Regions from separate parts of the Mus musculus genome. Here regions 1, 2, 3 and 4 are each linked to region 5. Evidence: chromatin contacts called from public Hi-C and promoter capture Hi-C data. All regions are on one chromosome and are shown on one strand. The core of a region is the stretch at or near the end of the contact, and the rest is flanking DNA. Distances in the headings are between cores, read along the strand shown.

Evidence for each region. Promoter capture Hi-C pulls out the DNA fragments that hold promoters and counts their contacts. Hi-C and Micro-C count contacts between places; a contact is called where the count stands out from the background.
Region 1: a promoter capture Hi-C map of pre-B cells shows a contact between it and region 5, with 4 times the contacts expected there. The contact joins the promoter of Armc7 here to the promoter of Tmem94 in region 5. A contact is called at or near these places in 5 of 39 promoter capture datasets (cranial neural crest, erythroid cells, liver and 1 more), 1 of 115 datasets of contacts at active chromatin or transcription factors (pro-B cells) and 2 of 9 other capture datasets (adipose tissue and liver).
Region 2: a contact with region 5 is called in a promoter capture Hi-C map of liver, with 2.3 times the contacts expected there. The contact joins the promoter of Srp68 here to the promoter of Tmem94 in region 5. A contact is called at or near these places in 5 of 39 promoter capture datasets (the C10 cell line, hippocampal neurons, liver and 2 more).
Region 3: a contact with region 5 is called in a Hi-C map of B cells, with 5 read pairs. The contact joins the promoter of Mrpl38 here to the promoter of Tmem94 in region 5. A contact is called at or near these places in 2 of 39 promoter capture datasets (both in liver), 1 of 484 Hi-C or Micro-C datasets (B cells) and 1 of 9 other capture datasets (pancreatic islet).
Region 4: a promoter capture Hi-C map of liver shows a contact between it and region 5, with 2.4 times the contacts expected there. The contact joins the promoter of Trim47 here to the promoter of Tmem94 in region 5. A contact is called at or near these places in 1 of 39 promoter capture datasets (liver), 1 of 115 datasets of contacts at active chromatin or transcription factors (pancreatic cancer cells) and 1 of 9 other capture datasets (pancreatic islet).

What each region holds. Positions count from the first base shown.
Region 1 is chr11:115,471,534-115,476,968 of GRCm38.p6, forward strand. It overlaps Armc7 (armadillo repeat containing 7), which reads left to right and starts at 4,134. Exons shown (of 3, transcript NM_177778.5): 1 at 4,134-4,494; 2 at 4,589-4,732. The coding sequence starts at 4,404. Slc16a5 (solute carrier family 16 (monocarboxylic acid transporters), member 5) reads left to right here. Exons shown (of 4, transcript NM_001080934.1): 4 at 1,138-2,865. The coding sequence ends at 1,388.
Region 2 is chr11:116,271,893-116,277,152 of GRCm38.p6, forward strand. Srp68 (signal recognition particle 68) reads right to left here and starts at 2,325. Exons shown (of 16, transcript NM_146032.3): 1 at 2,034-2,325; 2 at 21-87. The coding sequence starts at 2,214.
Region 3 is chr11:116,136,203-116,141,852 of GRCm38.p6, forward strand. Mrpl38 (mitochondrial ribosomal protein L38) reads right to left here and starts at 2,666. Exons shown (of 9, transcript NM_024177.3): 1 at 2,509-2,666; 2 at 2,240-2,419. The coding sequence starts at 2,575.
Region 4 is chr11:116,106,033-116,111,581 of GRCm38.p6, forward strand. It overlaps Trim47 (tripartite motif-containing 47), which reads right to left and starts at 4,203. Exons shown (of 6, transcript NM_172570.5): 1 at 3,502-4,203; 2 at 2,234-2,329; 3 at 1,746-1,976; 4 at 1,392-1,590; 5 at 900-971; 6 at 1-609. The coding sequence starts at 4,188.
Region 5 is chr11:115,763,139-115,768,678 of GRCm38.p6, forward strand. Tmem94 (transmembrane protein 94) reads left to right here and starts at 2,295. Exons shown (of 32, transcript NM_028014.3): 1 at 2,295-2,415.

The DNA.
Region 1 (5,435 bases), core at 2,884-5,383, 290 kb before region 5:
ATTTGAACTCCGGACCTTCGGAAGAGCAGTCAGGTACTCTTACCCACTGAGCCATCTCACCAGCCCTGGACTTCTGCTCCTGTCAGCGAAGTGTGGTGATATGGGGCCTTGTTGTAAGTGTCTCAAGCAAAGAGCAGGACTCCTGATAAGAGCTCCACCTATGTTAACTGTAATTAATACCTTGGCCCTCCTAGTTTCCACCCTGTGGGTCCCAGGAAAATCACTATTCTTCCCTAAGCTAGAATGCCAACTACAAAGTGCAGAAGAGAGCATGCGTCATGACATCCACCCAGCCCAGTCACTGAGCGCACGGGTACAAAGAGAAACCCTGTCTTGAAAAACCAAAAAATCCCAAACCAAAACCAAACAAAGCCCGACACTGTTGAGGCTTACCTTGGGGTGGAGGGGGCACGGATGTAGGGATTCATTCGTGTTAGGAAGAAAACAAACAGGATTTGTAAGAACTGTAGGCGAAGGCTACTGCACAACAGAGAGAGGGGCCTTCAGCGTGGGTGGGAGGAGTCTGGTGCTAGGGGCTAGTCAGCAGGTAAGTGCTGTGGTCACTATGGTCAGACCTTGAAGCTCAGCTGTGTGAGGGGTTTTTGTTGTTGGTTGGTTGGTTGGTTGGTTTCTCATGACAGGGTTTCTCTGTGTGGACTAGGCTGTCCTCAAACTCATAGACCCACCTGCGTCTACCTCCTGAGTGCTGGGGTTAAAGATGTGCTTTGTCCCCATCGATCTGAGTTCCAGTTTCCAAGGAAGCCCTGCAAGCAAATGAGTCCCAAATTTCTCAGAAAGAGATAGGCGGGGCCAGGGCCTGAGGCAAGGTCAGGGCTGAGAACATGGCTTGGACTCCGCCAGCCCTTCAGTCTGTTTCTCCGGCCTCCAAGGGTAACACAGGCCCTCAGGCTCTCTCCTGGGGGAGGACATTTGCCTAGGCCAGAAGCCAAGGGTGTCCTCCCTCCTCTCACCGCACAAGTATCTGTTGTGTATTTCCCGAGGGGCCAGCCATGATTTCCTATTGAGTGAAGACAAAGCTAAAATCTCTGCTCTCCTTGAACGCATGAGCTGGTGGAAGGAGCCTGTAGGGCTTGCATGGCGGATTAACTCATTCTCTGTCCCCTCCCCACCCCCCAGGATTGCTGCTGGACAAGACCAACAACTTCAGCTACGTTTTCTATATGTCGAGTGGCTTCCTCGTCTCAGGCTCTCTTATCCTGGGTGTGGGCTTCTACGCCGCAGAGAAGAAGAAGCTGAAGCAAGATGGGCAAGCCAAAATGGAGAACGCTACCTCAGAGATGACCCCAATGCACGATCTCACCTCAGAAGACAAGGACAGTGCCAAGAAGCAACCGTACCCTGAAAGCATCTATATGACCAATGTCTGAACTCCAGAGATCCCATGTGACCTATCTCTGAGCTCTGAAGTCAGTGGGGGAAGCCTTCCTTCCAGGAAGTAGGAAATAGAAGTGGGCCTTCCTGGCTTTCTTCCTTGGGTCCCAAGAAGATTGGTCTGAGTCTTGCAGGAAGCAGTCATGGCTAGCTACCTTGGACTGGCTCCTCCCAGCTGCTCCTACAACACATCACTCTGGGGCGTCTCATTCATCCTTCCCATGTCAACTGTTTTCATCCTTCTTGGCCTCAGACTATTTTGACAAATTTGCCTTTCTTCCAAGAACTTACTTACTCTTCTTCTCTTCCCAAACAACCAACCATGACCCCCCTCAGATCAGGAAGGTTAAGAGTGCTGCATCAAGAAGTTGAGTCTTATGCTAACTGGAGCCATAGCAGGCACAGATGAAGACCAGTAATACTGGTCCTGGCGCCTCTGCAGAGAGCAGGGAAAGAAACTTTTCTGCTGTCCTGGAAGGAGCCCTTTTACTTGGGTCTCAGAAGTTGTACAGTCTGAAGAGTCTTCTGCCATTGAGCAGGGCCTGAGCCAGAATCTCCTTTTACCAGACTCTATCCACGTATCCACGTAGGGGAAGGCAGACCTTGACTAACCAGGAGCCAAGAAGACAGGCTAGGTAACTTAAGGAACATTATAAAAACTGGCTTCTATGTGCAAACCGTAGTCTGTGCTCTGCTCTTGGCCTCTGAGGTTCCCCTTTCTCCGGAATGTGTTGGAGGTATCAACCCTGAGGCAGAAACTGGCTAAATCGGCAGCTGCTGCTAGCCTGAGCCCATGGCCTGGAGCTATGTCCACTTACTCGCTTCTGGTGCTGGTCTCTGAGGTCATCTCTTAAGGCTAGCTGTCATCAGCCCAGGCTTGTCGCAGCAGGGTACTCCAGGGAAGGGGAAAACGGTCTGAATTATATACAAAAACATTCCCTGCCGCACGGGTCATGAACTCTGGACTAAGAAAAGCGGAAACCAGGCCTGAGTAAATTTCCTCCATTCCCTCAGGCTGGCAGGAACTTCTTGGGGTTGTTTGTTGGTTCAGGCTCCACCAGGCTCCAGCAAGAAAACCTTATCAGGAAAATGATTTTATTTTCATGACTGACGCCAGCCATCCTCCTCCACAAGTCCATCTGGCATGAATAAGCATCTTTAGGAGGCGATCGGTTCCTCTAAGGTGCTGTCACGAGTGCCCCCTCATGGTCAAAGGAAGTACTGCAGCCGTGCATTTGCTGAGTTGCTTATGTTCACTGTCTCTAGACCTTGGGTGGAGACGGCTGAGTAGGTAAAGGTGCTGGCTGCATGCCGACAACTTGAGTTTGATTCCTGGGACCCACATGGACAAGGAGAGGCCCCACTACCACAAGTTGTTCTGTGGCGTGCCCATGTGCGCGCACCATACACACACACAAATAAACGTTATTAAAAAAATTTTTTTGGCCTGTATGAGATGCCATCTTCCAATTGAAGTCTGCCTCTCTGTCTAATGTCCCCTACTGCTTTCCGGATCGCAACTCAGAACTGAGCTTGACCCCACCCCCACCCCCCAAGGAAGTTTCTACTCTGAAGGGCAAATGCCAGGGACCTATTTTTCATTCTAACAGAAAACAGAGTTGGGGCTGGCTAACAGGCCCACGTCCAGGAAAAATAGAATCTGTGATCCTCCAGCTAGGAAATTTTCATCACACTTGCCCGTTGGTAATAATGGCATTAATCTGAGGGCAATAAGCAACGAAGAAATGAGGGTGCAAATGTAGTTTAGTCACGTACATCAAACCTTCACTTCCATCTCCAGCCCCACCCATGCCCAGGTGTGCTGTAATCCCAGTTCTTTGGAGCCTGGGGCTTGGAGACAAGATGGAAGCAAAGTCTACTCTTTTGTAGCCAGGATCTGCTTTGGACCATCCCTGGAAAATTTTGAGGGGAGTCTGCAAAGTATTTGTTCTGGAATCTCAAAGGCTCCAGGTCCCCAGGTCTTTGATGTTCTGACTAGTCAGACGCTTGGCCATCTTGAGCTGAGATGTAAGAAGTCTGCCTAGCCTGCTTCTTATAAAACCTAAAGGGCACAGAGTTCTCACGGAGCAACCTTGGTTCTCAAGCATCCAAACTAAGACTAAAACTCTTGCTCTTGGTTGATGTTGGGCATGGATTGATCACTGGAACTTAAACCCCAGAGGTGGGGGCCAGGGAAAGGTGAAGTACACAAACCATTCTGCTGTGATTCAGGTCCCTGGTACCAAACATAGTACATGACCCCTGACCCTTGCCCTAAAAACCCTTACTGCCTCCATCCTCCACCTCCACCACAGCACGGCAAAGCTGGGCCCCTCCCTGACGCTCCTTGTGACCCTAAGATTGTGTTTGGGGTTTGATGGATGTTCTGTTTTGTTACCAGGGTCTTGCCATGTAGCTCTGGATTGCCTTGTAGACTAAACCGTCCTTAAACTCCGTGTTCTGGGATTAAACTACTATCATGTCTAGATGGCCTGAAGATCCGTCTGCCCGGCTGTCAATCCATCCACCATTCTCTCTCTCCTTTTCTCCTCTTTCCCTCCCCTCTCCCTTCCTCTCTCCTTCGACGCATCCCCGCTGCGGCGGCTGCGCAGTGGAGGGTTAAAGCCTCCAGCTCTAGAAATCCGGAGGGAAGCCCAGGAGGCGCCCAGTAACCACGCCCAATCCCGTCCTGGTCCCGCTCACTCCGTTTCCTGGGGCGGGGCTAGAGAGACTTCCGCCCTGAACCAGGAAGCGGTGCAGGGAGTGTGGTAAGGGGGCGTGCCTGCCTTCAGTTCCGAAAAGCCACAGCGTCTCGCCCGGGTTGAATTTTGGTTTTCAGATCCGGCTCAGACAGGATCCTGAGACCCCTGGCCACCCCCACAGCTCATCCCCAGCTGCAGACGCGGATCTCAGGACAAGACTGGGTTTGCTGCCGCTCTGTCGCCGCCGGGACAGGTCAGGATCCAGGCCTTGTGGCCTCTACCGGAGCTCCCAACTCCGCCGCCCCAGCCATGGCACAGAAACCCAAGATAGACCCCCACGTCGGGCGGCTAGGCTACTTGCAGGCGCTGGTCACAGAGTTCCAGGAAACCGAGAGCCAAGGTAAGAGGTGTAGCGTGGGCACGAGGGACCCAGGAGGGTTCTGACGGCAGCCGCCGCCGCACAGGTCCGACCCCAGGGCTGCTTCCCATTGCAGATGCCAAGGAGCAAGTCCTCGCCAACCTCGCCAACTTCGCTTATGACCCGGGCAACTACCAGTACCTACGGCAACTACAAGTCCTGGACTTATTCCTTGATTCTCTGTCGGAAGAGAATGAAACCCTAATCAAGTTTGCTATTGGTAAGAGTTAGGCTGCCCCCAACCCCCGTGCCCGCGCGCCTCCCCCCAAGTTATAGACTAGAGCGACTTGAGAGTCAGGCATGCCACTCGCCTATAAAACTAGCATTACGGGAGGCTGAAGCAGGAGGATGGTTGCGACTTGGGGGCCAGCCTGGGATTCAGAGTAAGACACTGTCACTAAACAAACTAGTGTTTGGGATGGGATCTCATCTAGGGCAGAGCTGCCGTGTGTGGACCACCTACCTTCTCCTCCTCCACACATTATCGGGGTCACAGCTCATTCCAAACAAGTCGTGTCTTTCTTCCTCTTAGAAAAGAGATAATAAGTGAGGAAATGGGGTGAAACCTCTTTGAAAGAAGTTTAGTTTTTTGTTTGTTTGTTTGCTTGATTTTGATTTTTTTGAGACAGGATTTCTCTGTGTAGCCCTGGCTATTCTGGAACTCACTCTGTAGACCAGGCTGGCCTTGAACTCAGAAATCTGCCTGCCTCTCTGCCTCCCAAATGCTGGGATTAAAGGTGTGCGCCACCACTGCCCGGCTGGAGCTTGCCCTTGTATTGTTTACTGTCAAGAGGTGCAAAGGTAGCTTAGAACTCCTATAGTTGGGTTATTGTAAGGCCGTTTGAATTATTCAAGGTAGACTCTTTTACATTTGCTGTGTAGGTGTGTGTTTGCATGTGTGTGTGGATGAGTGTGAGTATGCA
Region 2 (5,260 bases), core at 1,075-3,574, 510 kb after region 5:
ACGGTGTGCAGGACACTAACCTGTACCGCTGGAAGTCTCCGTGCCGTAAGCCATGCTGCTGCTGCGACTCCTTAATGATCTGCAGAACTAGAGCCTAGGTCAAGGAAAAGCTTCCGGGGTGAGAAGACAGCAGGTCAGGCGCTGCCCCAACGGCACACTGAACTGTGGGAGCCCAGGGATGGTAGCCTCCGATCCTTTTGTAACTTTCCAATAGTCACTTTATCAAAGGACAAGGCTAAGTTTATACTTTTATGAACTGTCCCAACTGTTACTATTTTCAGACAGAACTAGAGGGCAGTACTGGTAGGGAGTCTCAAACCCAGCAGATTGTTCTAAATGCTGCCTCAGAGGTACCCACCTGGATCTCACATGCAAGGAGACTCCAGTTATAAATGTCAGGTTCTAACTACACAGCTATATGCCGCAGCCAGTGCTTGCCAAATTTACATCTTGTAACGCTCAAAATCTATGATCAGCACAGTGTCAACCAAGATACGCCAATTTCCATTAAAAAAAAAAATCCAAGTTTTTCTTTTTCCTGGGCATTCTAACATGTAGTAAGAACAATAATACCAGAGCAAAAAGCAAAGTACGAATCCACGAGAATTTACATACACACACACACACACACACACACAAAGTGCATGTTTTATTTCAGAAATTCCTCTAAACCACCTCCATTTGGTATGCATCTCAAAAAGCCACAAGGGACTCCAACAATAGTATATGCCTATTATCTCAGCATCAGAGGGGACGGCGGGCGATGAGAAGCAGCTCAGGGCCAAATTGGGCTACACAGCCAAACTCTGTCTCAGAAACCAACAAACCAGCTGGAGAGGGCTCAGTGGTTAACAGCACTTCCTGCTCTTCTGGAGGAATCCAGGTCGGCTCCCAGCACCCACGTGGAGGAACTAAACATCTGTAAGTCTAATTCCTGGAGATCCATATGTTCTTCAGGCCTTTGTGGGCACCAGGCACACATGTGATACACAAACATGCAGGCAAACACACACATAAAATAAGATAAAGCAACATTTAAAAGTATTTAAAATAACACGTTAAAAAAAAAAAGCCACATGCTATTAGAACCACACAAATGATATATAAGCTAATACAAACCAGAAAATGTTTCCTGAGGGTTGGGAAGACTGCTCAGCTGGTAAAGGACTTGCTGTTAGCAAGCATGAGGTCATGTTGGGATCTCCCCAGAACCCACGTAAAAAGGCCATACTGTTGTTTGCACACGTAATCCCACAGCTGGGATGGCAAGAGACAGAAAGATCCCTGGAGCCCACTGGCCATACAGTCTATTCCAAGTAGTGAGCTGCACTTTTGGAGGGAGACCCAGTCTCAAAGGTAGAGAATTAGGAAGACGTTGACCTGTGACCTGCAGACACAGCACCAGCGCTTACACCTACACCCATACCCATGCGGACTTGGACACTCAAAAAAAAAAAAAAAAAAGTAACTCCTACAGTTCTTCGAGAAGAGTCCAACAAGATAAAATGCCTTACAGACCTACTTTTGAAAAAACAAAAAACTATACACATGATATTAACAAACTAAAGTAACTACTATTCAAAACAGGTAAGCAGCAGCTTTCCTGGAGAGCACTCTCCCTCCATTTTCAAAGCATCTCGCTGTTTTATGACCCAGGGTTCGACAGCTGTCCGACAACAGCTCCACGCTGAAATGTCAAGGCTGCAGTTTCCCCTCCACAGTCCGGTGGCTCAAGGTACCGACCAGGAGCTCTGTGGGGTGGGCAGGGTGTCAACCCCGGCTCAGCCCTCCAACTGGACATCTGAGGGGCACAGAGGGAACCCTGCCTACCATCTCTATACCCCTTGCAAAAACAAGCTCCGGAAAGCCAGGACGAGAGGCAAACCATGCACACGGGAATGCCGAAAGTGAAGGGCAGGAGGCAGCGGCGCACCTCGGCTCCGCAGCCCGGTGCTGGCCCCCGCCGCCTCGCCCGCCCCCAGCCCTCCGAGCGACACGTAGTCATTGCGAGTTAGGCCACCGCTCGAGGATACTCTCCAAACTCAGGCTGTCCCCGAACTCTTTGTTTGCCTTCGATCCGGCTGAAGGGCGTTCGTTTTCTTTATTCTCGTCTCCTCCGGCACTGCGTCCGCCACCGCTCCCTCCGCCGCCGCCGCCGCTGCCGCTTCCACCACCACCACTACCACCACCCGGGATCTGCTTCTCAGCAGCCATCTTGCCCCTGAGCCGCAAAGCACGATGGAACGGAGCAGGCGAGACGACCAGCGGCGAGAGAGAGCGGCACTTTCCAGGCTGGGCCGATGGTACACTGACGGACTCCGCCGCAGACCGCGGATGTCTTGGGCCTCTGTGGTGTGTTGGTGTGCGCCTGCGCCTCCTGGGTTGAATTCGTGGCTGTTGCTGGGTCTCCGCATTTCTAAGGATTAGCCTCGCTTCAAATCTACCAAGGATAGGAGGACCCGAGAAAGATGCCCACCTCATGCATCCTTGCACCCAGAGAATGGTAGTGTACGCCTTTAATCCCAATACCGAGGAGGCTGAGGCTGGAGGATTGCCTCGAGTTGAGGTCAGTCTGGGTTGCACAGTTAGACCTTATTTAAAACACACACACACACAGACACACACACACACACACACACGAAGAGGCCTCGGTCAGAAGGCAGTGTCCCCAATAGGAGCTTGAGACCCGTGGCCTCCTCTAGATCATGTGACCATCCAAGTATGACTTTTATTAATCTTTGCGGGCGAGTACACCAGGAGTCTCAGTCTTGTGCCAATCACGGCAGGTGAAAAGAAGCTGGCCGCGTAACTCAGTCTACCCTTTTGTGTTACTAAAGGAGGTTGCAAAAAAATGTATGACTCCAACCCTTCCCCCCATCGGAGTTCAGAGATCAGCTAGTGTGGAGTACTAGTTCTCCAGCAAAAATATCAAGGAAGACTGGGCCTGGGCAGATGGCTCAGTGGTTAAGAACACTGGTTGCTCTATCAAGATGATCTGGGTTTAATTTTTAGCACGAGAATGGTGGCTCAAAACCATCTAGAATTCCAGTCCCAGGGATCCAACCCTCTTCTGGCTTCGTAGTCTACAAAACACATGTACACAGACATACGTGTAGACAGAATGTTCATATACATAAAACAAAATAAAAATAAAGGTTAAGGCTTTTGAAAACAAAAAATTAGACAAACTGCTTTCAGAAGGTGGGAGGCAAAAACTAACCTCAAAAAGTGGTCCTCCGAATTACACTCACATACTGAGCTGTGAAGCATGGGCCTGCACACACACACACCTAAACAATAAGCCATGGAGATGGCCCAGCAGGAAAAAGAACTTGCTATATAAACTTTTTAAAAAAGATTTTTATTTATTTATTATTATATCTAAGTACACTGTAGCTGTCTTCACACACAGATCTCATAACAAATGGTTGTGAGCTACCCTGTGGTTGCTGGGACTTGAACTCAGGACCTTTGGAAGAGCAGTCAGTGCTCTTAACCACTGAGCCATCTCTCCAGCCCCCACCTCTTTTTTTTTCAAAGATTATACTAAAGGTGGTTTATTGGGAAGCTGCTCTCTGACTGAGTTCACAGACCCCAAGAACTGAGGCCAAGTCAGTTGCCATGAGGAAAGGGGGAGGGGAGAGGAACGGAGGCCTGCAATCCCAGGGTGCAGCTAAAAATACAAATAAATGGTGTCTTAGAGTTTCTGCTGATGTGATAAAACATGGTGGTTTGAATAGGTCTGGCCTCCATAGACTCATGTGTTTGAATGTTTGGCCCATGAGGAGAGGCACTATTAGGTGTGGGCTTTAAGGTCTCTTTGCTCAATCACACCCAGTGTGGAATTAGAGCCTCCTCCTAGCTGCCTGTGGAAGACAGTCCCCTTGTCCCTTCTTGGCTTCTCCAGCCCCATGTCAGACTGTGTGCTGCCATGCTTCCCACCATGATGATAATGGACTAAACCTCTGAACCTGTAAGCTATTCCTCACTAAATGTTGTCCTTTATAAGAGTCACCTTGGCCACGGTGTCTCTTCACAACAATGGAAACCTAAGGCAAACATCATGATCAAGAGCAGATTTGAGAAGAAAGGGTTTATTTCATCTTAACTGCTCTCAGGTAACAAATAATCCACCTCTGAGAGAAGTCAGGACAGGAGCTCAGGGCAGAACCTGGAGGCAGGAACTGAAGCAGAAGCCACTGAGGAACACTACCTACTGGCTTGCTCCCTCAGCCGGGCGATGGTGGCATACACCTTTAATCTCAACCCTTGGGAGGCAGAGGCAGGTGGGTCTCTGAGTTCGAGGCCAGCCTGGTGTACAGAGTGAGTTCCAGGACAGCCAGGGCTACACAGAGAAACCCTGTCTCGAAAAAACAAAAAAACAAAACAACAACAAAAAAAGAGTTCCTTTTAAAATATGTCAAATTGACAAAATCATACATAATATATATATGAGAAGCAAGTTGGGCGGTGGTGGGCATAGCTTCAATCCCAACCCTCAGAAGGCAGAGGCAAGGGCTGGTGAGATGGCTCAGTGGGTAAGAGCACCTGACTGCTCTTCCGAAGGTTCAGAGTTCAAATCCCAGCAACCACATGGTGGCTCACAACCATCTGTAATGAGATCTGACTCCCTCTTCTGGAGTGTGTGAAGACAGCTACAGTGTATTTACATAAAATAATAAAATAAATCTTTAAAAAAAAAAAAAAGAAGGCAGAGGCAAATGGATCTTCTAGTTTGAAGATAGGCTAGTCTATAGAGTGAGTTCCAGGACAGCCAGGACTACACAGAAAAAAAACATGTCTCAAAAAACAAACAAACACACAAACAAACAAACATCTCTTAAATATCTATCCCATTTAAATGGAAAAGATGCTGCATAACCTCGTGATATTATTATTCCTTGGCCATAAAAAGAAAGAGACTACTAACCATGTCACAGCATGGATGAACCCTGAAGACATTGTAATAAACAGTGAAAGGAGTCAGATGCCAAAGAGCTCATATTTTGTGATTCTATGTGTATGAAATGCCTGGATTGGGACAATATGTAGATTAGAAAGATAAGCACTTGCCAAAGGCTCGGGGTGAATTTTGGAGGATGCGGAGGTGGCACATAAAGTGGGGAGAGAAGTGTTTAAAACATTGGGTATCACATTGCACACAATAGGATGGCTTCTTTCCCAAAACAAACAAGAGCATAACATGTACATGTGAGTATGACGATTGTCACCCAACTCCATAAACATACCAAAAACCAAG
Region 3 (5,650 bases), core at 1,416-3,915, 370 kb after region 5:
AGTTGTATGCATCCACTGTCACCACCAATGAACAGTATGGACAAGCAAGGACTGTCTCTCTCATCAAGAAGCCTTAGTCATATGGAGATGCCCCACCTAAGTCTCCCACAGAAGGCCCTGCAGCGCTCCAGGACACTCACCCCTCAGCTAAGCAGGACACCCTCCCCCCCAGCTCATCACAGGCCCTGCATGCATTTCCTCAGCCTGCCTCATTTCTCACCCAGGTTGGGGAACTTAGGCTACGTTGGTAACCTAACACCTCCCATCTTGTCTGCCTGAGCAGAGTTCACAACTCCAGTGTTGAAACGGAACTGGGAACCACAACCCCTAGCACTGGGGTTTGAAGCAGACACTGTGCCTGGCTTCTGTGTGGATGTGGGAGAGCCTCACTCGGGTCTTCACGCTCTGAGGGTGGGGTGAGTACAGCAGACACTTTTCCTCACTGGACCAACACCCCGGCCCCAAATCAAACATCATTGTTGAGCAGCCTGACTTTATCTAGTTCTGTCCCCCTGATACTCCAGGAAAGGATGAAACACTTGACCCACTAAGCTGACCTATGCAGTCTGCTTCCCGGAACTGAACAGGGCTCAGCCATACAGCAAATGAGATATAAAGTAAAACTCTGGCATCTGGACCCCAGACTGGGTCCCAGCGTGGGAAACTGAGGCAGATGGGTTTCCTAACTGGTTATCAGAATCACCTTTCAAATGACTCAAAGGTAGCTGGGCTATGGAGGTTTGGTCTGTTGCTGTGTATTGCAATGCTAAATACTGGCTCTGGTTGCCCCCAGGGAGAAGGGATTCTCAGGTAGACCCTAGACACAAGTGATGCTATGTAACCTTGCCCCCAAAGTTATCCCTGATTGGTGAATAACGATGCCTACAGCTGAGCAGAAGGGAGCTAGGTGGGATTTTGGTTCCCAGGCTGGGTGTCTGAGGTGGGGACTAAGAGGGAGGGAGAGAGAGAAAGTGGACACAGAAGATGCCATGGGGTTAGGGACCATGAAAACTGGCCATGAGGGCAGTCCAGCTGGAGGAAGTGTCATATCTCGGGGTTACTGGCAGAGAAGTAGACATAACAGTATTGAGTAGATATGTGCCCAGCTCTAGTGCTTTAAGGCTTTGTGACTTGTATCTAGGAGTTGAATGATCAAAGGTGAGTAGAAACCCCTGACTGAGATTAAATAATTATAACACTGGGCAGTGATGGCACACACTTTTAATCCCAGCACCCAGGATGCAGAGGTGGGCAGATCTCTGAGTTCAAGGGCAGCGTGGTCTGTATGAGTTCCAGGACAGGCAGGGCTACACAGAGAAACCCTGTCTTAAAACAACAACAAAGAAAGAAAGAAAGAAAAACAAGGAAAGAAAAACATGATTCAAAGGTGGTTATGAACACAACACACACCTAAGTCTTTTTTTTTGTTTTGTTTTTTTTTTTGTTTTTTCGAGACAGGGTTTCTCTGTTTAGCCCTGGCTGTCCTGAAATTCACTTTGTAGACCAGGCTGCACACTTAAGTCTTGGGTAGAGTTAGTAATAGTTTTAGGCAGATTTAAGGAGATGGGGCACCAGCTGGTGGCAAATGCTTTTAATTCCAAAACTTGGGAGGCAGAGAGAGGCAGGTGGATTTGTGGGTTGAGGCCAGCCTGGTCTATATAGTGAGGCCCTAATCTCTAGCCAGGCCTTGGTGGTTCCCAGCTGCACTCTCAGTTAACTGGGAGGCGGAACAAGGCAGTCCTCCATCATCCTCGTTACACAGTGAGTTCAAGGCCACCCTGGGCTAATAAGACCCTATCTCAAACAACAAAAACCAAAAAGCCAAATAATGCATCTTTTTGTTTTGTTTTCTTTTCCTTTTTTGTTAATTTTTTCTGTTTTTTGCTTTGTCTTCATTTTCTTTCGTTTTCAAACAATGCATCTTTACTACCCCATACTACCACCTCCATCCCCAAGACAGGGTTTTTCCGTGTGCTCTGACTGTCTTGAAACTCACGGTGTAGATTAGGCTAGCCCCTAAGTCAAGAGCTCCGTTTTCCTCTGCCTCCTAAACGCTGCGATTAAGTGCGTGGGCCTCCACCATCCGGCTGAGTCTCAGTTTTACAGACAGATTAAGCTATGCGTATATCACTTGGACGTTTGCTTAAATTCAGAACTACACGTCTGAGGGGCACGCAGGTCCTTCTCGTTCCGGGGGCCCACGGGGACCAAACTGGGGGAGAATACGTCGCTCCCGCACCTGTCTCCTTCACGAAATGCTCCCGGTAGGTCCGCCACCAGTGCGGGGCGCGCGCCTCCTGCTCCGCCCGGCGGCGGTACCGCTCGAAGCTCCGGTACTTCTCCAGCCGCTCCAGGTTGCTCACGTCGATGTCCTCGTTGGGCATGGGCCCGAGCGGGGGTGTCCGGCGGCTGAGGAAGGCTGCGGGCACAGACAGGGACGTCACGCAGGCTTAGGACCGCGACCGGAGCTACAGAGGCCCAAGAGCTCCACGACCTCACACCACTCACCCGAGGTGCTGAAGCCCCGGCATCTCCCAATTCCGAAAAACGCCGCACGCCACCAGGGCGCCGCCATCTTTCCCCCAGGTCGCCAAAGACGCCCGTAGGACCCAGACAGAGGTGGCCGGAGAGAAGCCTGCGCGTCCGGCGGGAGGCTCCGCCTCCATAGCCCCGCCCCGTGGGAGACCCCGCCCCCCGCCCCGCCCCGCCCCGCCCCGCGGTCTCAAGCTCCTGACGTAATGCTGAAAGTCCTGGGACCTTCCCATTGGCGCAAAGTCTAAGAGAGGTCTGATAGTGCGGGCCCGGAAGATGCCTGTTGGATCGCGCGGGGCTGAGAGCTGCCACTAGGAGGCAGCACAAAGGTACAGCTTCAAGAACAACTATGGGTTTTGACCCCAGGGATCTCACTCACCTTCCTCTGGCCCTGACACAGGGATTGATAGAGGAGGATTCTGGAGTCAGACTTGGGAATAAAACAGGTAATAATAGTGCTCGCTTCGCAGGATTTGCACCTTGGTGCATCTGTTCTCTCTTGATCATCTCCAATTCACAGTTCTAGTGCTCTCTACCGCTTTTTGACCCAGCCTCAGCCCTTCTGCCCTGGAACTCAAGTTTCCAGTATAGCAAAGCTCTACTCCTTCAGCTTCTCCCCAGATCACAAGGTGTCTGCTGTTGTTGTCTTCTCCTTCTGTGACCTGCCGGCCCCGAAGTGCTCTCTCAAGGAAGTCCTGACATCCCCAATCCAGGCCAATGACTGCTAGTTTTTTTGCTAACAGAAGTCTGACCCTTGAACTCACAGTGAAATGCAGTGAGGTCTCGATATCCAGCAGAAATGGCCACAGCTTAAATTCCACAGCACCCAGGCAGCTAAGCCTCTCACCATCACTTCTAATTCCTCCAATAGTGAGCAGCTGCTGTCTGACAAGTGTTGGAGTTCACAGGTCAGGACACCACAGCCTTGCCTTGAGGAGTTGATGGGTACTGAAGGGTTCTTGCTGAGTGTGAGGGGAACTGAACACTTGCAGGGTGTTCATATGGTCTCACTTGCTGTTTTATCCTTTTGTTTCTGAACCCTCTTATATGAGTCTCTCCAGCTCCTCTCTCTGCCCTTGTACTGCTGAAGAGTCATGGTGTCTCCACGAGTGGGTGGAGACTGCTCAGCTAGGTAGCCTGTTCTTCGTTCTGATTCTCCCTGTCTGGGAAGCTCTGAAGAGAGGATCTTGTTTGTATTTCAACTGTTTGAGAGACCTAACAAGGATTCACACATATCCAGCCTGGAAGCAATGGCTCTAACAATATTAATTTTAAATGAGCTAGGTTTTTGCTATATACCCCTGCCTACTTGGCAGTTATTTTGTAGCCTTGAACTCACGACAGTCATTTTTATTTTCTTGTATATTACATCCCAAACCCCAGTTTCCCCTCCCTCCTCTCCTGATTTCCCTGCCTTGGTCCACTCCTCTTCCTCTTACCATGGCCTCCCAAATGCTGAGATTACAGGCGTGTGGTGATACCACACTGCCTCACGTCAGAGATTTGAATTCTTCTTCACATCTTCCTGACACATGTCAAGGTCCCTGGGAGCACTTCCAGTGCCCCTCATGCCACCAGGTGCAGTTCTGCCCTCTGCTCCTTCCCCAGCAGGCAGTCTTCTGACACACTCACTCTTGCCCCCTCTCATCTAGATTGTTACTCACAGCCTCAAATTGGTGTTTGAGACAGGGTTCTCTGTGTAGCTTGGCTGTCCTGGAACTCACTCTGTAGAGCAGGCTGGCCTTGAATCCTGAGGTTTGCCTGCCCCTGTTGCCTGAGTGCTGGGATTAAAGGCATACATGACCACTGCCCAGCATCACTTTTATTTATATTTTTATGAGACAGTATCTTTCAGTGTGTCGCAGACTCTCCTAATTCTCAAGCCTACAGCCTCCGGAGTGCTGGGATCACACCTGTCACTAGCACAGCCAGCCTCCTGAGTGCGGGATCACACCCGTCACTAGCACAGCCAGCCTCCCGAGTGCTGGATCACACCTGTCACTAGCACAGCCAGCCTCCCGAGTGCTGGATCACACCTGTCACTAGCACAGCCAGCCTCCCGAGTGCTGGGATCACACCTGTCACTAGCACAGCCAGCCTCCTGAGTGCGGGATCACACCCGTCACTAGCACAGCTAGCCTCCCGAGTGCTGGATCACTGCTGTCACTAGCACAGCCAGCCTCCCGAGTGCTGGATCACACCTGTCACTAGCACAGCCAGCCTCCCGAGTGCTGGGATCACACCTGTCACTAGCACAGCCAGCCTCCGGAGTGCGGGATCACACCCGTCACTAGCACAGCCAGCCTCCCGAGTGCTGGATCACACCTGTCACTAGCACAGCCTGCCTCCCGAGTGCTGGATCACACCTGTCACTAGCACAGCCAGCCTCCCGAGTGCTGGGATAACACCTGTCACTAGCACAGCCAGCCTCCTGAGTGCGGGATCACACCCGTCACTAGCACAGCTAGCCTTCCGAGTGCTGGATCACTGCTGTCACTAGCACAGCCAGCCTCCCGAGTGCTGGATCACACCTGTCACTAGCACAGCCAGCCTCCCGAGTGCTGGGATCACTGCTGTCACTAGCACAGCCAGCTAAGCTCACACTCTTCCTAAGCTCGCTTCACTACTCAGGAAGACCAAGGTTTTGGGGAGTCTCTTTGCATTGCCTGTCATCCCATGTGCTGGAAGTCACCCCCTTTCCCTTTGGGAGATGGCAGAAATGCAAGGTGGCCCCATAATGCCAGCTGATCCTTTCGACCCACGATTCTCCATTCAGGGTTAACTTGGGACTGCTTATGTGTTAGGAGGACTGAGTCCCAGCGGGTACCATGCCTGCCTTGTATATCACATTCTCCCCTGTGGGGCATCAAGGAGATGTGGTTGAGCCTGCGACTTGGCCTGGGCACAACTCAAACCCTGGCCCTGCTACTTGTCACTCCGTGCAGGGTTTTTGCAATCCCTGAAGCTCTCTTTCCACCCTTGAGACAGGAATGGAAAATTAACTTCTCCAGGTGTCCCGAAGGTGCCAGAGAAAAGGGTGTAAGATGGCCACTTCAATAGGTCAGCTTTCTCCAGAGGTGGCTGCCTGTTCTGTGGTTTGTTTTCCAGCAAATAACAG
Region 4 (5,549 bases), core at 2,953-5,452, 340 kb after region 5:
TCTTGAGAGGTCCAATCTGCAGATGGGCGTCCACACTCTCCAGGAAGAAGGCAGGCTTGAGCCTGTGGTTGAAGAGCCCGGAAAAATGGCTGTCCAGGCGACTCTGAAAAGGGTCAGTGGGGGAGGCCAGAGCACCGCTGCGGCGAGGCCGGGAGGCTTTGAGCCTCCGAAGAAGGCTCAGCTTTCCGTCTCGGACAGCATAGAAGGCCAGGGCATGGTCTGCATACTCTAGGCAGACCCCGACTGTAGGCGAAAAGGCATGGGGTAGCGGGGCCTCCAGCCCGCAGAACCAGACTGAGAAGCCACGCCCATTCCACTGCAGACAGCATGAGTGTGCATTGCGGCCCAGCCGGCCCCGGTCATAGGGCTCTTGCGGGGAGAAGCCCTCGGCCATGACTCCCACACTGACCCATCCTTCGATGATCTCCACCTCCCAGTAGTAGGTGCCCCGGTCCAGGGCGCCCTCTCCTAGCACCTGCTCGCAGTGTGTGAAGCGGGTGGGTGACTCCGGGTAGTTGATGGGACACAGTACTCTCTTGACACCTTTAGTTCCAAAAAGCTGCAGGAACTTGTCCGCGGTGTCGCTGTCCAGGTCCACGATGTAGGCAACTGACCCCAGGGACGGGAGAGAGACGCAGATCACAGCCAGGCTCAATTTAGAGATTGTTCCCCGGCACCCCACCCCCACCCCCGCCCCAGCTAACCCTCCCCCAAACACAGCCAAGTCCCTTCTTTAGGACTGGTGAGACTCAGAACTAATGGAGACCACCCATGGAGATGACCTTGTTCGCCCCAGAGACTAAGGAGAGGGCTCCCAAGCTCTGTGGTCCCTCCCAGACCCTGTTTCTGAAGCCTAGCAGCTAAGCCTGCCCCTTGGTAGCAGCAGGCTGGCTACTTACACTTGAGGAAGTAATCCCTGGGGGCCTCACTCTCCAGCAGGCTGGTACTGTCAGGGTCCTGGGACTCCACATCTGCTGCAGGGGAGGGAAGAGGTGGTGGAAAAGCCATCTCTCTAGAATACCTGTGGCTGCAGGACTACCCTTGGTAGTGCCCCACCCCTGCCTGTGGATCTAATTCCCTCCTACCCTTCCCTCCTCCCAAAGCCCCCAGCCACCTGGTGACAGACACCCATATGGGGGGGACGACCATGTTCTCCTGCAGATGTGGTGCTTGAGCGCCCCCCCCCCAACCCTAACCCCGAATGCAGGGCCTTGATCTCTGTAAAGTCCATGGGTGAGTTAGAAGACTCCCCTCTGCCCCCTGGAGGCATAGCTTCAGTTCCTGGCAGGATTACGGCCCTGCCACTCTCCCTCCTTCATGCCTGGATGGACACCAGATCTGGGGGCCCGGAAGGTCCATCTGGGGGAAGTGAGTCATAATGGAGCACCCACCTTCTGAGCCGAGTTTCTGTAGCCCATCCTCATTGCTGCCCAGCCCCCGCAGCTGCTCCCACTGGCTGGCACAGGCTGAGATGAGGGTGTCTCTCACCGCTTTGACCACCTGGGAGGACTTGGTGAAGCTGAGTTCCCTGGGGGGCCCAGGCCCGGGGCCGCACCCCTCCTCCAGGGCCAGCCGTAGTGCCAGGAGCTCCTGTGCCAGACAAATGCCCAGTAAGTCTGCTGGCCACAGTGTCTCGCCACCAGGGAAGGTAGCAACTATCCTGGAAGGCCAGGTACCCATCCTGGCTGCCATTGTTTCTCAACCCCGCCCCATCTCTTCAATTATGGCTCCTGAGCCGCCCTCACCTGGAGAAAGCTGACTGAATCCGCCTCTGGAACCTGACCGAGGTTGTGCCGTGCCTTGCTTAGGCGGCTGCGCTGTTCCTCTTGTCTACGCAGGTCACCCTGGGACCGGCCCAACATTGTGGCCTCTCCCTCTTCGATGAACCCCATCACCTCGTTCTGGAAACTCTGAAGGGTGGCTGTGGCCTCGGCAAACATCTGGCTCACCCTCTCCCGCTCTGCCACAGCTGCACTCTGCAGGAGAGAGCAGAGGAGACAACAGTGAGGGCAAAGACCGGGCCTGCCCGCTGTCTCCGTCCCTGACTGCTTGTGCCCACCCAGCCCCCACCCAGCCCCAGCCTGCTCTGGGTCTGAGCCAGGTTGCAGGAAACAAGGTGTTCCTGCTTAGTGGGGACGAGCACGTCTAGAGTGGGCGGCACCACAGTGAGAGCTTGTGGTGATTTCAGAGGCCTGCTTCAGGGGTGCACAGGGGGATTGGGGTGGGCGCGGACCTTGATGAGGGCCACAGTACGGCGGGACTGTGCGATGCCGGCACCCAGTTCATCCATGCGGTCCTCCGCAGCGCTCAGGACTTTGGACTGCTCCACCTGTGGACCAGGTTTTGTGAGATTGGTGTCTGTCAAAGGTCCCCGGAACTGCATCAGATCTCAGAATTTGGGGGGCTAGGTAGTGACATTTGTGAATGAAGGGAACGGAAATGGCCGTGAAGTCCCAGAATATCCCCAAGGCAGCTCTGGCCCAAGCTGGTGCCATTTCCAAATGCCTGGCAAGGAAGCAGGTTGTGGGCATATGACAACCTGTTGACCAGAGAAGCCAGTATAGGGCCACCTATGATTCTCTATTTGGGATTGTTTTCCCCCTGGGGAAGAGGCAAAGTGTGAGAGGGTGGGGTAGGGTGTGACGTGACGGAACCAGAAAAGAGGACACTAAATAGTCCTGGGGATTAGTCTCAAAAGAGCCTTCACCCCCAATCCAGCTCTGAAAAATGGGGATTCCGGGCAAATCCCTCGGCTCTAATGAGTCACAGCTCCAGGCAGGAGAGGCGGAAAATCCCAAAGCCAGAGGCGCCAAGACCGGGATGGAGGCCAAAGGAAACTGGGGGTGGGAGGTAGCGGGACACTGGGCACATGCTCCCCACGGCCCCAGAGCATTCGGACAGAGGAGATCTGTGTGACCAGCCCAAACTCCGTCGCTCTCCTGGTGCCCGCCACACCCATACAAAGTGGCTGACTCAATTCAGGACGAATCTGAATTGAAGAGGGCATCAGCTACGGGGCCCCGCCCGCACCCAGCGACTCCTGACCCCCACGGCTTCTGAGGGCCTAATGCGGATCCCTCTCTCGCTTTACACTTACACTAATCTAGCTAAAGCGCTCTCTCTCTCTCTCTCTCTCTCTCTCTCTCTCTCTCTCTCTCTCTCTCTCGGCTTTTTGCCACTCTTTCATCTTACTAGTCCCTCCCGACTCTCTTTCCATCCACACCAGCCCCAGCAAATGACAGTGTAGACCGGAAGAGGTTGCAAAGATTCTCAGGCTAGAGGAGGAAACTAAGGCAGAGCCTATTGAGTCAGAGAGATGAAGCCCATGTAAAGGCAGGAGGAGAGAACCAACCCCACAAAGTTGCTTCCTTCATCTCCATGTGCACAGCCATAATGATAAAACAAATATATAACAGACACACCCGGATAAGAGTGAGGGACTAAATAGCTCTAGTGTCCCTCCTGTCACCCATCTCCACGTGTCGACTCAAGGTGCCCCACCTCCTGAAGCGCGCGCTCCTGCTCCAGCGGCACGAGCTCGTGGCCGCGATGGTCCTGAGTGGCACAGGCCTCGCAAAGGCACACACGCTCCACGCGACAGTAGCGCTCCAGAGGCCGCAGGTGGCGCGGACACAGGCTCTCCTCAAGTCGGCGCAGCGGGGGCACCAGGCGGTGGCCGCGCAGGGCGGGGCTGCGTTCGTGGGGGGCCAGATGCGCGGAGCAGAAGGAGGCGAGGCAGGAGAGGCAAGAGAGCGCGGCGGGCAGGGCGGCGCCCTCGGGGCACGCGTCGCAGCGCACCGGCTCCTCACCCGCGGGCCACTGCTCCGGCGCGCAGGGAGCCGATGGTTCCGGAGCCGGAGGTGGTGCGCTGGGCGCGGAGGGCTCGGGCGTGGCGCCCCGGGTCGATCCTGAAGCCGGGGCGGACATGGGTCCCGGGACCGAGCCCTGGCGGAGCTGCAGCAACTCGGACAGCGTGTGGTTCTTGCGGAGCTGCAGGCCGTCGGGGAAAGGCTCCTGACAAAGTGGACAGCGAGCTGGACCTCCGGAACCACCGGTGCCGCCCGCGCTCCGGTGCGGCCAGAGAGCGCCCAGGCAAGCGAGGCAGAAGTTGTGGCCGCAGGGTAGTGTCACCGGCTCCCGGAGCGGTTCCAGGCAGATGGGGCAGCTGAAAGGCCCGCTGCCGTCCATGGCTCCGCCGCTACCCGGGCACCGCCTGTGCTGCTCCCGCCTGGGAGGGACCTGGGACGGTTCGCGCCCGGCACCGCCCCTTGGGACCCTGGCCAAGGGTCCGGCCCCCTCCTACCCCTCCGCAGCTCTGCTCGCCCCAGCGCGGCTCGCCACCGCCGCACCCACCGGTCAGCAGACGCCGCGAGGCCGGCCAGCCCTCCAGGGGAGCACGACCCTCTTGAGACTTCTACCCAGCGTGGGCGGAGGCGGTGGGACTGCCAGAGGATTGTGAAAAGGAGAGGACCCGGAGCGAGAATGTGAGGGGATTCATGGGGAGGAGGCTGAGAGGACATTCGATCCTCCATCCTCTATCCTGGTCAGCCAGGTGCCATGGTGGGCGTGCACAGCCATGTAGCCAGCGCCTTTCCCTCCAGACCCCTCCCAGGTACAGTTAGCCAAGTTCCCTGAGTTGCTGACATACAGAAAAACTTACTGCTGGTATGTGTCTGTTTTGACCTCTTAGCGACTGTGTTTACCCGCGCTGGGGAACTTAGCCTTGTCTAGATCTGAAATGGGAAGCTGACATCACTTGACAAATCCCTTGTCTGAGGAATTTACTTCCGTTCATGGATACTCGCGGGTGCCTGTAGTTCCCCAAAAGGAGACACTGGTTAAGGCCTGCCCAACTATGCATTTAGAACAGTGCGTCTAGTTGCAAGGACTTGTGCTTGAGATTTAGTCTCTGTATGTAGCCCAGAGTGACCTAGAACTCTTCATCCTCCTGCCTCAGCCTCCTGAGTGCTGGGATCACAGGCTTATGGCTTCTTCGTGTTGTTTCTGGGATAGGTCTTTCTTACATAGCCTTGGTTAGCCCAGAGCTTATGTTGGCCTTGATTCCCATGCCTCCACTTCTCCAGTATTGAGATTCCAGGTGCAGGCCACCATGTCGGGTAAACTGACATTGTAATAATGCAATAATGTTAAGCTTTAAACTATGTAGAATCAAATTGTCAAAATTATTTTAGTAGTTATTTTATATGCGCACACTGTTGCTGTCTTCAGACACACCAGAAGAGGGCGCTGGATCCCATTACAGATGGTTGTGAGCTACCATGTGGTCAGTGCTCCTAACCGTTGAGCCATCTCTCCAGGCCCTTATTATTGTTATTATTATTATTATTATAGAGTGGAGCCCACAGTTGGTAAAGTGTAAGGGCCTGAGTTAGATTCTAGCCCCTGGTTAAAGGCTGAGCATGGTGTCCAAAACCAAACGAATAAACAAAGTGGGTGGAATAGTGTTGTTACAACCCTCGATAAAAAAATAAGCATCCATGTGCCCATGTGATAGTTACCTGTAACTATCAGCAGAATCCCAAATAATT
Region 5 (5,540 bases), core at 1,045-3,544:
TGATATTGGTAACATGCCATCTTGGGGATAAACAAGAAAGGCAAGGTTCTAACTGAAAACTGATGTGTTTGTGAGTCAAGGGCTCAGTTGTATGGGCTAGACTTTTTTTTTTTTTAAAGATTTATTTATTTTATTTTATGTGTATGAGTAAACTGTAGCTGTATAGATGGTTGTGAGCCTTCATGTGGTTGTTGGGAGTTGAATTTTTTAGGACCTCTGCTTGCTCTGGTCAACTCTGCTCGCTCAGTCCCTGCTCCCTCGCTTGCTCACTCACTCTGGCCCAAAGATTTATTTATTGTTATATATATATAAGTACACTGCAGCTGTCTTCAGGTGCACCAGAAGAGGGCGTCAGGTCTCATTACAGACGGTTGTGAGCCACCATGTGGTTGCTGGGATTTGAACTCAGGACCTTCAGTAGAGCAGTCAGTGCTCTTACCCACTAAGCCATCTCACCAGCCCCTGTATGGGCTAGTCTTATGTCAACGTGACACAAGCTAGAGTCATCAGAAAGGGGGGAAGCTCAATTCAGAAAATAGCCCCACAAATAACTTTTTACAAAAACAATAAAAATAAAAAAATAAAAAATTGCCCCGTAAGATCTGGGTGTAGGCAAGCCTTAGGACATTTGGGTGAGGGCCTACTGTGGGTGGGGCCATCCCTGGGCTGGTGGTCCTGGGTTCTGTAAGAAAGGCTGAGCAAGCCCCGGGGAGCAAGCCAGTGAGTGGCCCCTCCCCATGGCTTCTGCATCAGCTCCTGCCACCAGGTTCCTGCTCAGTTTTTCTTGTCCTGACTGAGTTCTTATCTTGACTTCCTTGAGGATGAACCAAAGTGTGAGCTGAATAAAGCCTTCCCTCCCTCATGCTTCTTTGATCATGGTGTTTTATCACAGCAAGCGTAACCTTAACTAAGGCAGGATTCCCCAAGGGCTCCAGGTTTTGTGGAATGAAGTAGAAAGACCCCAGACCCAGGTAACTAACCAGTTCTGTGCAACAGACAGGGAAGCAGCATGGGAAGGGAGTGTTTGGGCTAAAGTTTCACACGGGCATGTATTTGCATATTGGCTGGGGGTTTTGTTTGTTTGTTTTGAGACAGGGTTTCTCTGTGTAGCCCTGGCTGGCCTGGAACTCACTCTGTAGACCAGGCTGGCCTCAAACTCAGAAATCCTCCTGCCTCTGCCTCCTAAGTGCTGGGATTAAAGGCGTGTGCCACCACTGCCTGGCTGCATTTTGGCTGTTATTAGCTGCAAAGAAATGTAAAAGCTCAGAGAGCTACTGAACAAAGTACTCCAGCATGTTTAAGACTGTAGTGAGTCCATGTGGCAATGAGCCCTGAAAGTGGCTATGTGGCTATCTCCATCATGTTATGAGCATCTATGGTTATGTGGAGAGATTTGGACTTCTCCATCTGTAGTGATAAACTACAGATGTTTGTGTTGAAGGTTTGTGCCAAGGTTCTATGAGTGTTCAAGGTAACAGCTGAACTGGTTTAAACAGAGTTAAATCAGTAAAATGGCTTCTTGTCTAGCCGAAAAGAGGGATTGTAATCGCATGATTAAATTCATTATTATAAGGAAGGGGCTCTTTTTTCCCAGGACCAGATATGACCCTTTCTGACTTCATAAACAGAAAAAAAAACTTTTTTTTTTTTTTTCTAAAAGCAACCCTTCCAGACTTAGATCTCTGGGAAAATGGAAGTAAATACTGACACAGGCTTATTTTGTTTTCCCAAGAGAGGGTTCCCAAGCGATTTCTCTAATTAGTCTAGAAAAAAAAAGTTGTTTTCAAGCTTGTTTTTCCTTTTAGATTTCAAATGAACTGAGGGTGAAATAACAGTATTGCTTTAGATTCTCCAGCTTTGGTTGGTCCATAATATTAGTACTGAGGGACTTTTAAAGATTAAGGAAGAATTGAAGAAAATACAGATAAGGCGATTTTTCAAGGGCCTCATTAAAAAATAATAAAGGGCAGAAGGTATCACCTGACCATGGCTCTAGAAAAATTTAGTGGGTAAACTAATGGGGAGGAAATTGTATGATTGCCTCTAGTCTGGTTCTATAGCGCTAAAAACGCGGGAGCTTCGTGCCGGAGATAGGACCCAGGCTTCCCCGGATCGCTTTAGAGTAACAATCACACAATTCCGCCAGGCTCCCGGAGGGGCGGTGGAGGTTACAGCTGAGCGCACCAAACAGCCAATAACAAATCAGAATCTTCCGCCTACCTCGAATTTCAACCAATCAGCGTCGGGATCTTTGGCTTGTTGGCCTGCGCGTCTGTTGCTGGGGGAAGGCGGCAAGCCTCCTCAGAGTTGCCCACAACGGACATGGCTGCGGCCCCTGGAGGCGGGGAGGTGAAGTGAGGAGGGGGCAGGGAGGGGTGAGGACGCGGGCGAGGAAGACCGTCCGAGGGGGCCCCGGTAAGTACGAGAAGGCCCGCGGCCCGAAGTGGGGAGCAAGGGGGCGTGGGGCTCGGCCTGCTGCGCCCTCTGAGTTCCTACCCGAGGCGAGGAGCGCCTGGGGTGTGCACCTAGCAAGTGGCACCAAAGGGGGTGTCTCTCTGTGCTGGAGGAGAGGGGCCGGCCGGCGCCTGCCTGCAACTCCGGGCCGGCTCCTTCCCTCACGTCCTCAAGGGTTTTTTGGTTTGTTTGTTTTCGTTTTCTCATGTCCCCTCTCTGTCCTGGCTTGCCCCTTGCCGGGGTCCCACGTCAGAAATAAAGGTTGTGTCCAACAAAGAACCCTTGGCCCAGGTCCGCCGTGGCTGGGCCCCGGGCCAGCGACTGCCAATCCTGATGCCACGAGTGTTTATTTGTAGGCCCCTGGGTGTCCCCGGCCCAAATAAAGGCGGTTTTCTGCCACAGCGCGCGCTGTGCTCGCCGCCCGGAGTGGACGGGATCTCTGCACCCGCCCGCCTGCTAGACACTGCGAGGGACTTCCAGTTCAGTGCAAGGCTGCGATGTTGCAGTTGGGGCGTGCTTCCCCGATTTTAGAGTCACATAAAGATGCTTCGGAAGCCAGCGTAGCACCACAGCCTTTGCAGTTCTGTAAAGCAGTTTCCCTGTTTTTTCCCTACCGCGAAACCCTACAGTTAAAAGCCTTGGGGGAAGGTTCAGTACCTAAAGCAACAACAAATAAGAGTGACGGAGGGAATAGAAAAGTTTGACGGTCACTTTCAGAGTCAGACCATTGTACAGTGTAGGCTCATCCTGGAGAACGAATTAGCAGTTCAGACAGAGTCCCCGGACACTCTGCAGTGGAATGTCACCGGCTGTATTCGCTGTCACTTCTCTCTTGGCAGAATTACAAGCAGGGGAACCTAGAGTCTGGCGAGCACTGCATTAACAAGCTACCTCTTTGATAATCAGTACCCCCAGGTAGTTTGAGAGGTAACTGCCCTTGAACGCCCGCCTCTGCACATTCCACTTGGTATAAGACCTCAATAGATGGTTAGAAGACAGGCAGGAGGCTGGCCAGGCCACAAGAGGGAAAGAAATCAGAAAACACTTGACATTTCTATTTTAAGTGGCTAGGAAGTGCCAGCTCCCAGGGAAGAGAGTCAACCTCAACCGTTTGGAAGGCTTACCTCCTGAAGAACGAATTAGCAATAAAGGTCACAGTCCTTGTGCTCCTCCCTGCTCCTTTCCCCTAAATTGGACTCCAGAATCAATTTCTATACAGCAGTCAGATGCTTACTGCCGACACGCTAGGTATTATTTAACCTGTCGTGGTCAGTGAGCTGGAAAGACCTTCGGGGCCTCTAAGGACACCCCTGATTTCCGAGTGAGAAGGCTCCTGGTCTCCCACTGCACCTTGCGGTAACCGGTAACCCCGTGTCGGTGGTTTTTATTCCGTTGCTATTGTGTCTGTGTTCTGTTCACTGCGCTGTCTTCCATGGCTGAAAAGATAAGTTTCTGTAATAGGGTTTGAAAGTCTAGTTTGCAGGCGGGCTTAAGTGAAGTAAAGGTTAGGCCGCTGCAGAATCGGAAAGTTTTCCTTCCAGAAGACTCAGCCATTGTGGTTTGGTGATCAGGGGTTTGTATAATCATCAGCTTGGCCTGCGGCTGCCGGCTTGGTAGTAAACAGTGCTGGTCACATGGTGTGGGAAGGAGGGAAAGGGCCAGATTTCAACCCAACCTTGACGCTCTCTCCTCCCTAACCCTGGTACATCTCACTATGGAGTTGTTTTTGGTTTTTGTTTTTTCAAGACAGGGTTTCTCTGTGTAGCCCTGGCTGTCCTGGAACTCACTTTGTAGACCAGGCTGGCCTCGAAGTCAGAGATCCTCCTGCCTCTGCCTCCCGAGTGCTGGGATTAAAGGCGTGCTCCATCACTGTCCGGCCACTGATAGAGTTTTAACATAATCGTGTGATCTCGGTTTTTATAATTTCGGGATCCACTGGAAGAAGACTCTTGTGCTAAGCAGCCTTCCTTTGCGGGAAGTTCTCAGAACCTACCGGGAAACGAGGAAAGACGTTATTGATGAGAGACACAGAGGCGTATAAACCTGCCCTGGGCTGCAGCAAACTCAAAAGACAGCAGCACCGCTTTGGGAATGTTAGGCAGAGCCAGAGTTTGCTGGGTTTTTCTTTTTAGTAGTGGTGAAATAATGCATTTCCTGAGACTTAGCACAAGATCTGTGGCAGTTAGTACATTTGTGTTATTGTAAGACCACCACTGCCACCCATTTCTAAAGATTTATTTATTATATGTAAGCACACTGTAGCTGTCTTCAGACACTCTAGAAAAGGGCATCAGATCCCATAACAGATGGTTGTGAGCCACCATGTGGTTGCTGGGATTTGAACTCAGGTCCTCTGGAAGAGCAGTCAGTGCTCTTAACCGCTGAGCCATCTCTCCAGCCCCACATTACATTTTCTGTCTCTGTTGTTTTTGAATGTTCTAGAAAACTCATATAAGAGAGATCATGTGATTGTTCCTTGTGACAGCTCAATTCCTTTAGCTTGTTTTGAAGGCCCTGACACCTCCCTACAGTTTGATATTTTTCTTATTGAAATGTTCACTGTAAACTGTGTGGTGGTGGTGGTGTATGCCTTTAATCCCAGTACTTGGGAGGCAGAAGCAGGCAGATCTCTGTGAGTTCAAGGCCAGCCTGGTCTTGAAAGCAAGTTTCCAGAATAGCTAGGGCTACACAGAGAGACCCTGTCTTGAAAATCCAATATATGTATATTTCACTGTATAAATTCATTGTACCTAACCTTGTGTCACATAAGGATGAGTTCAAATAAGTGTCTGTCATAGATTGAGCAACCCCCCCAGCCCCGCCCTTCCCCATCCCCCTCTCACACTTATGTCCTTTGTTCTCTAGAGCAGTGGTTCTCAGCCTTCCTCATGCTGTGGTGACCCAACCATAACATTATTTTGTTGCTACTTCATGACTGCAATGTAAACATCTGATATGGGGATCGAGACACACAAGTTGAGAGCCACTGCCCTGGATACTTTTGCTTCTCTTTTCATATCTCGCGTGCGTGCGTGCGTGTGTGCGTGTATGCATGTATGTGTGATTTTTATATCTATGTAAAATTT